Regions from separate parts of the Gossypium hirsutum genome. Here all the other regions are linked to region 3. The links are chromatin contacts, called in public Hi-C maps. All regions are on one chromosome and are shown on one strand. Each heading gives the region's core, a stretch centred on a gene start, on an enhancer-like site or on the middle of the called end of the contact. The rest is flanking DNA. Distances are from core to core; before and after follow the strand shown.

The links. A called contact is a pair of places that touch in the nucleus more often than the background predicts.
Region 1: a contact with region 3 is called in a Hi-C map of leaf, with 2.0 times the contacts expected there. The contact joins the promoter of LOC107900947 here to the promoter of LOC107900942 in region 3. A contact is called at or near these places in 7 of 34 Hi-C or Micro-C datasets (callus, hypocotyl and leaf).
Region 2: a contact with region 3 is called in a Hi-C map of leaf, with 1.9 times the contacts expected there. The contact joins the promoter of LOC107900948 here to the promoter of LOC107900942 in region 3. A contact is called at or near these places in 2 of 34 Hi-C or Micro-C datasets (both in leaf).

Annotation. Positions count from the first base shown.
Region 1 is chrD08:49,332,533-49,335,975 of Gossypium_hirsutum_v2.1, reverse strand. It overlaps LOC107900947 (beclin-1-like protein), which reads right to left and starts at 1,511. Exons shown (of 10, transcript XM_041098247.1): 1 at 1,270-1,511; 2 at 632-972; 3 at 368-538. The coding sequence starts at 1,420. LOC107900946 (replication stress response regulator SDE2) reads left to right here and starts at 2,449. Exons shown (of 3, transcript XM_016826747.2): 1 at 2,449-3,104; 2 at 3,191-3,443. The coding sequence starts at 2,449.
Region 2 is chrD08:49,274,954-49,278,258 of Gossypium_hirsutum_v2.1, reverse strand. LOC107900948 (protein TSS) reads left to right here and starts at 1,636. Exons shown (of 26, transcript XM_041098246.1): 1 at 1,636-2,195; 2 at 2,424-2,567; 3 at 2,676-2,737; 4 at 3,276-3,305. The coding sequence starts at 2,507.
Region 3 is chrD08:49,507,241-49,510,592 of Gossypium_hirsutum_v2.1, reverse strand. LOC107900942 (abscisic acid receptor PYL9) reads right to left here and starts at 1,856. Exons shown (of 3, transcript XM_016826735.2): 1 at 1,426-1,856; 2 at 812-1,027; 3 at 218-737. The coding sequence starts at 1,551. The coding sequence ends at 519.

The sequences.
Region 1 (3,443 bases), core at 262-2,761, 170 kb after region 3:
TGCGGATTAACATTGGGAAAAGTTTTTTCTTTTTTGAAGGATTTTTTTTTTTTGGTTAATTCAAAGGGACTTTCTTTCATTCATCCAGTAAAACAGTTATCGGATCCTTGTACATTTTAACAATCCTAGCCCTCTGCCATCTTCTAGTGTCTTTTATGATACCCTGTTCTGAAACCAAAAATTTATTAACATTCTGGAGTGAAACCTCCCTCATCCAAACAAAAGTGAAACTAAAGCCTTAGAGTGTCTAGACATTAGAAAATATTAAAAAGCCCTTAACAATTCTCTCCGCAAATTAAAGTACTAGCATGAGGAACCATTTATCCTTTATCATATAAGTTACTCATAGAAACTGCCAAACAGCTACCTTTAATTTCTCCTTACGAAAATCAGCCTCACTGAGTACATCTCGTGGTTCCACCTCCAGGCGCTGAAGACAGGCTTCATATGCTTCGATATCCCTAGTCACATCTTCAACCTCCTTGTCAAGTTTGTCAGACAACACCCTCATACACTCAAGGCATAATGGTTGTTCAACCTAAAAATGCCAAATGCAGAATAAAAGAGTATAAATATATCCTCTCTACAACAATGAAGCACCAAACTGGAAAAGCAATAAAATGAGCAATACCTGTGTCTGAGTTGTGGCAATCTCAAATGCATTCTTCAGGACAGTAATAGTTGAGTGAAATCCAGAGTTATTCGGCTGCAAAGAACTGCTTGGTCCACCTTCTGACGATGGTAATTGCGTCCCACTTCCATCAGAAGCAGACTCTGATTTATCAACCACCACAAATGATTCTTCCATACCTTTCCTAGCTTGGCCAGTATCAGGCTGACCAGGCATGCCACGAGGTCGTGGAGGTATTCCTGGGGCCAAGGGCTTTTGCTTTGGCAGCACGACGAAAGAGTTATCCATTCGTGTTGAACCCAGCACGCTGCTAGCTCCATGAATCGAAGACCCCTGCATTGCTGCATCATTCATACAGACAATTTTCTTAGCAAGGAACATCAGCATGAAATACTGCTGTTATAGTCAGGTTTAGTACTTAGTAGCCAAATAAAACAATTGAAGAATCCACTATGCTTTGGTCCCAATTCCAGCATAAATACATGAAGATAATAGAAAATCCCCAATAAATTTTGCAACTCAGACCACTCCAAAATAAAAAAGAATTAATCCTCAGCTAATTAAACTGAAAAAATATTAAATTCAACAACTGGGCAGAAGCAGAAATTTAAAAAGGAAGAGATTGGAGAAACCCTAACCTGATCGAGAAGAGTCGTTGGGGAACTTGTCGACGTAGGAATCGACTCCGACGATGCAGAGGGAATGGTGACAGTTCTGGCAGATCCATTTGGGGAGATTTGGATCCACGGGTAAGCTCCGACCTTTATCGGGTATATATTCCTTCTTCATTTAGCTAATTGAATTTTATGTGAAGGGAGATTTTCGGGTTGTCGGGCAATCAGGGGAGAGATAGAGGGTTTCGTTGTTTCGATTGCTGAGCCGTCCAAGTAAAACATAACAAAAGAAATCATAACAGTTTTTATGACAGGTTTGTTTGTGACCAGGCCCAACGACTTTTGGATTAATTTCACCAAACGTCCCTGAACTATTGCTTAAAGTTTAAATTATTCTCTAAACTTCAAAGTATTCTAATCAAATATTTAAAATATAAATATTATATCAATCAGGTCATTATGGGTGGATTTAGATGGGCGGTGGAGTGCGGTGTGGTGCGTTTAGCTTTTTGTCTCACGCTACAATATTGATGCAATACCTAATCTCACCGCCATTACTGTTTTTACATTAACCGCAGGTAAACATATCGCCCATCTAAATCACTCTACGTCAACACTTGTATCAATTTCAACATTAGATATTAGTTCAAACTTGATATAAAACATATTTAAAAATTAAAACAAGTGGATTAAACTGTAAACAGCTTTGCACCTACATTTATGAATAATTTGAATATGATATGTTAAAAATTATATTGAGCTAATAAATATAAGAAAGTTATTTTGTTAACATGTGTGATCCAAATTGTCCATATGATAAATAAATATATTTATAATTTGAACTATGTGATTAAATATGTTCCACATCATATTTGAATTGATTTTTAATATCTAAGCTAATGACTAAGGTGATACAAGAATTTGGTTGATACAATATTGATACTTTAAAGATTCAATTAAAATGTTTTGAAGTTTGGGATCAATTTAAAATTTATATTATAAATTGAGGCCTTCTTATAATTAAACATTTTTTGCCTTTTCTTTTAAGGATTCTCCCTTACCCGGTGGAGTTGACCCGAACACCCAATATATTAAAAGATGGACTACTCGGGAAATTAGGTTTATAATCAGGATCCCAACCCTAGTTTCTCCCTTTCCCTGATCCCCAAATTTTCCTCTTGAAATCACGGACACGTACCTGTTATGGAAGATCATCAAATCAGCGGAGACGATATCGACATGAAGGACCTGAACCCAAGGCAGTTACAGCTGTTCGTTAAACTTCTCAATGGTGAAACTTTGTCGCTCCAATTCCCGACCCTTCAAGTCCAAGTCAGCGATGTCAAGCACCGAATTCAGGAATTTACCCAAATCCCTTTCAATTTCCTGCGACTGATTCGCGGCCATCAACTCAAGGACGATTCGGTGATTTCCCACTCCAACGCTACCCTCAACCTTTCCCTCCGGCTCCTCGGTGGCAAAGGAGGTTTCGGGTCGCTGCTGCGTGGCGCAGCCACAAAAGCCGGGCAGAAAAAGACAAGCAATTTCGAGGCGTGCCGAGACATGAGCGGAAGGAGGCTAAGGCATGTGAATGCTGAGAAGAGGTTGGAGGAGTGGAAAGCGGAGGAAGAACAGAGAAAGTTGGAGAAGATCGCGGAAGACTTCATAAAGAAGAAAGCAAAAACTGGGAAAAAAGGAGTTGGAGATGGAGAGGCCGAGAAGTATGTAGCGAAGTACAGAGAGCAGTCGGCGAGGTGCGTGGCAGTGGCAGTGGTTGAAGAGTCCGTTAGGGCGGCGTGCCAAAATGGAAAACGGAAGACAGTGCCGGGAGGAGCTGACCCCAAAAGATTGAAGATTTGGTAAGTTTTTAAGCTCTTTTAATTTGCCGTTAATAAGGTTGGTATTGATATATAGATTGTTGACTTATTTTTGTTTGCTTATATAGGATGGGAAAGAGGAAAGTGGATGAGAGTGATAGTGACAGTGATTATAGCAGTGAGGATGAAGATAATGAGGAAAATGAGAAATCTGTAATTTTGAACAATGGGAATCATTCAGATTCTAGTAAGGGAGCTGAGGGGAGTTCTGGTTCAGTTTTGGGGGGAAAACAGGATATAGACTTTTCAAGTGGAGTCTCAAGTGATACTGGTTCTGAGGAAGAGAAGGAGGTTGTTCTGCATCGAAGCTCGGAATCTTGT
Region 2 (3,305 bases), core at 387-2,886, 230 kb after region 3:
CTCTAGATCGTCAAATGCAAGAAGTGTGATCAAATAATTTGGTCGGTAAGGAATTTATAAAAAAAAATTAAGGAAAATGATTTCGATTTGAATATGAAAAGAAATCTATTCAAATTAAATATTTTTACATGATCTTATGTTTATTTAATGATATGAAAAATAAATTTTTTATTAATTATTTATCTCAATAATATCATTTTCAAATATTTACTCTAAATTCTCTCTAAAAACATTTTATTTTAAAAATCTGAAAAAAATTTAGAAGTTTTCTTCCGTAAGTGGAATATTTTCTTTCTACTCATAGTAAATATATTGGTAGAGGTGGCTGTGGACCCGAACGAGGCACGGATCCTCTCTGTGCCCTGCAATGCAAACTGTCAATGAGGTAGGCAGCTATGGCCCAATATTACAGTACTTTTCAGTTTTTATCATTTTCCCAAAGAATTAAAACATATTACAATTATAACAACTTATTGAATCAAGTAGCGTCTCTCAAAAGAAAAAGAAAAAGAAAAACTTATTATGATAATATATTTAAATAAAAATTTGAGTCAAATATTTTAGATATAAAAAGTATAATGTTGAGAGAATTTGTCATTAGGAGTTCTAAAATTAAGGTTTGCATTTTCAATAAAATAAAAATTAAAGTTTGTATTTAATGTATATTATTAATGAACTGTGTTCAAATACAACCCTATTAATTTATAAAATTTATCATATGTATATGTGCATGAAAATAACGATTTAAAATATAAATTTATTTTTAAAGATAAATACAATAAATAATGAAATATGTTATTTGAAATTGATTAATAAAAATACACATGAAATATATACAATCTTAAAATAAAATATTAAATTAAATTATGAGTAAAATGAAAATTAAACATGTAAATACATCATATTAAGAATACTAAATGCATTATAATTATTTATAATGGTATTGTCAATAATCTTGCATTAGTGCAAAGTTGACTTACGACACCAACTTAATCAACAACATTATTCATATGCATAAATATATAAAAATTTAAAACATAGACATAACTTATTAAAATTTTAAATAAAAACTAAAAATTGATTCAGTTCAAATGACAAATAAAAAAAATGATAGAAATGATGTTTTGGTTCAAATCTCATCATGTATAAATTTTTATTAATTATAAAAATATAAAAAAATAAAAACACGAACATAATCACAACAAAAGGAATAGTATAGATTTTAAAATTGATTAAAAATAAATATATTTATTATATTTTTAACTAGTCTCATCATATATAAATACTTAATACGTAAATGACCACATGCAAATTTACTTTTTTATATTTTAAAGGATTTTTACCTAAATAATATAAAATAATAAAATAAATACTAAAATAGGATAAACACCCTATTATTTACCAAATTATGCAAAATGAACAACATATCATCGGTGTCGCCTAAACAATTGGCGACACACATCTTCCCTATCATCAATGATTGCTTGAATAATTAAATTTTAAAAAAATATATAATTTTTTTGGATGCCATCTGAACAATCGACGGTACTAATATTTCAGATAAAAAAATACTCCATTTTAAATTATATTTTCTAGGTATTTTTTAATGTATTTCTAAGTCTGAAATACTGGTGCCACCGATTGCTCAGCGGCACCCAAAAAAAAATTAAATATTTTTTAAAATTTTAATGATTCAAGCAATTATTGATGGTATGGGAGATGGGGGCTGCCGGAGCAATTAGCGGCACAGATGATATACCGTTCATTTTGCCTATTTTGATAAATAATAGGGTGTTTATCTTATTTCAGTATTTATTTTATTATTTTATATTATTTCATTAAAAGACTGTTTTAAAATATACTGCTACTAATAATAATTAATTTTTTAAAAAATTCCCAGAAAGTGATTATCAGTGTATAAGCCCAGAAACTGCCATAAAATGGGATATACTCATCTGACTGTTAAATCTAAGCCCTTCCTTCCTTATCATACCTCAAAACCCTCTCTTATATCATCTCTTTCTATTGCCCCCACCGCGGATGAGAGCTTCAATGGTTATGCCCTCTTCGTTATCCCATAGCTGAAATACCTTCCTTTTTTCCAGCTTTTTATTAACAAAAAAACTCTTCTATCTCTGTTCTTCAACCTTCAAGTCTCGGAAAAATCATCTGTTTTTTGTTGCTGCTGCTGCTTGGTAACCATTGAAATCTTAATTAGTTCCAAAGCTCATATAAGTCGGGAAAAAATTTCTGCATAGAAAGCTAGTTTCGATTGGTTTCTGCCATTTATATGTTATATTGGAATTAAAATAAGAATTGGGATATACTCCAAAACCTGCCTTTTACAAATATGTTTTATCGTTTGATTAATTTTTTGTTTATGAAGATGACGATACGTAACATGATTCATTTTCTTGGTACAGGCGTGCAGCTATAAATATCTTATTTAAAAGAGCTTAAAGTTAGAAATTCCCAGTTCCCATCCCCATCTACCCCAAGGTTGAAAATGGCTCCAAGGAACAGCCGAGGGAAGGCCAAAGGAGAGAAGAAGAAGAAAGAAGAGAAGGGTATTACTCTATTAGTATTTCTCAATCGTATTTGATAAATTACTCAAATTTAACCGCGGCGCCCCGCCCCGCCCTGCCGGCGCCGGCCTTTTTTCATTTTGTTTGCAGTTCTGCCGGTGGTGATGGACATCACCGTACACCTCCCCGATGAAACTCATGTTGTTCTCAAGGTTGGTCCCTGCGTTTTTAATATTTTCATTTTCATGTTCTTGAGCCTCCCTTAGCGATTTTGTTTATCATCGTGGCACCATGTGCGTGTGGTATGTGTGCGCGTTTTCTTTTAAATTTTAAGAGGCGTCTTTTCGTTTTTCATGCTTTTGGAGCTGGATTTCGTTACACAATCGTCTTTTCGTCAGCAACCATTTTATTAATAATTCTTTGGGCCCCTTAATGGAAAGCAGTTGAGCTTTTATTTTTTATTTGGAGTTGAGCTTCTTTAAATGAAGTTTGGAATTTGGAAGAATTTAACTTCTATTTAAAAAAATACAATTCGTTTTAATTTTAAATTTAATTGCGACATAATATATTCTAAGAATAGATAATATTTATCTTTTCGACCTTGAAATGAAGTTGGTTGCTAATATGTTGAATATATAAATATGTGCAGGATATAACAATACGCTACAATTTTTTTAGAATTATCATTATTATTTATTTTTCTTTTAACAAATGGTGTAAATTTAATAATTTGTAAATAAAAATGGGCAGGGGATATCGACAGACAGGATACTAGATGTA
Region 3 (3,352 bases), core at 607-3,106:
CAGTTAACGTGCTGTGCAACATTATGACTCAGAAAAAGCTAATCTTGGTGCATTTCCATGGTGTACCCACACTTTTCTGCACTCAAATCAATAGGCTGAGAACTCTACTCAACAAATATCTACTTTTTAAGTTTCCAAAAATGAAAACTAGCAGCAATACCAAAAATGATCCCAACAAGAGACTACTAAAAATAGACACCATCATAAAACATATCTGTACTTCAAATGGTTTCTCCAAATTCATCCTGCTGGGCCTGGCTGCTGCTACAAATATGGGAAATGGAATTAAAATTCTCCCATCTCTTCTTAATCTTAAATATTTACAAATAAGACCGTAGTTTTGGAGGCTTGTAATGAATTCGGATGTCTCATAGATAAACTACTTACTCATGCATTTAAACTAAGAACCAAAAGGGTGTTAAAAGAGTGTTCCATAACAAAGTGAAAGATGATCATATATCACAAACTCCTAAAGATTAGTCTTTTTCTTTTGGTCATCACAATTCCACCTTTTTCAGTTAGTATCGGTTGATAGGCTCTGTCTGGTCCATCACAGCCATCCTCTCTGAAACATCGGCTAACGATTTCAGGTTACATCGGATCAAAGCTTCCACGAAGTAACAAGTTTCGTCCGTGGTGTTCCCTTCCGGCACATCCACGACGAACGATTCGATCACCATTGTACCTGGCCTTCCTTCAATAACCTCGGGATGCACCGTCATGATCGAAGAATAATTCTGCAGTCAACAAAATGAGTACCGTGACACAGAAAACAAGTGTTAAGGGAGAAAGAAACGTTAGTATTTTGTACCCTAAGACGGTGGTCGCCGCCGACGATTTTGATGCCTAAAATGTGTTCTTCGTCATCGAGAAGTTCCAACCGTTCGGTGCTGGTGGTTGCCGGAAGTCCGGACTTGACGTTGACCTCTCTAACACTGCCGATCCCGAGGTCCCCTTTCATTATACACCTGCTGACGAAGGGCTTGTACTTTTGCGGCTGGTCAAATCTCCTTACCAATGACCATACCTATCCATAGTTAAAGAAAACAGAAACAGAACAACAAACCCATCGTTAAAATCAGACATTTACGAACCATCGAGTTAACAGAAATTCATAATCTTGGCTAAAATAGTCTGGGTTCTTTTTTTTTTCTTTTTTTATCAGTGAAAAAATAGAAAAAAGCAGAGACAATACATACTCGTAGGTTTACTTTTCTTTTTTTTGGGGGGGGGTTAATTTTCGACCAAGAACACAGATTTGATTTGACTTTTGGGTAACAAAACAAAGAGAATAGATTTGGGTTTCAGCAGATCCATAGGAGAGTAGAAAGAAAAACGTGTCAACGGCCTAAACGGCGGCGAGAAAAACGAACAAATGGGGGAAAAGGGGGAAATTATAGAGGAGTCTCAAACTGAGGAACTTACGAGATGAACAGGAGCTTTGATGTGTTTAACAAGAGCAGAGGTGCACTGGTCGTCTCTGATGTTGTGCCTGTGATGTCTCTGTATGTACTGGGATTCCATCATACTCTGAGCATCATCACCGTTCATTTCTTCTACCTTTTTTCCCAAACTGATATATAAGGATAAAAACGAGTTGTGTTGTTTGCCTCTTTAAACAAATCAGAAGGTGAAAAATTAGAGGAGAGTAGCAAGAGAGAAGAAAAGCAAGAGATTTGGTGAGGATGTCAACAAAGGGAAGGGGGCCTTACTCTTTAGCCTTTTGCTTTTGGTTTAGGTTTCAGGCGTTTGGTTGGGACCAGGCTCAGCCTCTTACTTTCCGTAATTAAATCAAGGTTTTTCTCTGTTCTTTCACTTGTCTATACCCTGTTACCTCTCCATTTTTGTAAAATAGCAAATATTTTGAGATACTTTTCTTATTTTATATTTAAATAAATTTTTAAAATCATAAAATTCAAATCAACTCAAATGTAAACAGTAAAATGGAAATAAATAACATAAAAAAATTTTATATCAATTTTAGTAAATTTATTATATAATTAACTCACGTGAATGTTCCTTAATCTAGCATCATACACAACATTTAAGATCTTTTAACGTGACAGATATTTTCTATTTTTGTACTTGGATAGTTTCATCCATTGACATATCAAAATCTTTTAAATTAAATTAACGTGAAATCCATTTTGAGAAATATTATTCGTATTATAAAAAAATATTTCACAACCATAAAAAAATTAAAGTAATTAATTAAACTTTAAATATTTTACTATTTTACTATTATAATATTAATTCACTTTAAATATATAATATCAATAAAAATAACTTTACTTTAAAATATTTCAATTAATTTTAAAATATTTTATCTGTGAGATATTATATAGAAATTTCTTTACTATATTTTATAGAAAATTTATGCAAAAATTATAAAATAATTTAATATATTTTAATTAATAAATATAATTAATTCGTGCATCACTTGTTAAAGAAACTAGTATATATATGTGATGTATTGATTATGTATAATTTTATATAGGGTAAGTTATACCAACAATTACTCAACTTTGATCTCAATGACAAAACAGTCACTCAACTTTTAAAAAATAACAAATCAACCACAAACGTTATTGTAAAGTTAAAAATCAATCACCCATTGACATTTTTCATTACAGACCAAACGGGATAGGTGATGTGGCTCGTTAACTAGTTGATGTGGCCAGTTAACTAGCCACGATGGAAACCTAATTAACTCAATTAGCTGACGTGGCCACTAACATTTTGTCTCCAAATTCTGCCATTCTGAAACTAGACTTTTTCAAACCACAACTCCCAATCTATGCCCTCGTGGTTTGGATTTCAAATTACCAAAATCTAGTTAGGGTTTTGAATTACTAGAATCTAGTTTGGGTTTTGGCATGGGAAGATTTGACTAGCCATTGTTGTGTTGCCAAACCACAGTTGCAATCTTGTGTCGCCAAAACCAGAAACAAATATTGCAACCCAACCTCCCAACTGCGACGACCATCAGTTCGAACTCGATTGCAACAGCAACAATCACATCATTTTATCCTTAAACCATGGTAGATTCTATGTCCAAAGCATCTGGTATGAATCCTCTATGATCTGAGCCATTGACCGTGGCTAGTTAACAATAAGAAGAAGAAGAAAAAGAAGAAGAAGAAGAAGAAGAAGAAGAAGAAGAAGAGAAGAAATGGAGATGCCAAAAAAAAGCTATGGCATTTTTAAGTTCGCTAATCCTTGCCACTACCATAGACATTGTTGTTACTGTTGCCTCTACTCTGCGTGTCACCTTTGTTTTCTCTTATTCTTCTTCCTCATTTTCTTGCAATTCTTCTCATTTCCCCAACACAGAATAAGGCAATGTTATACG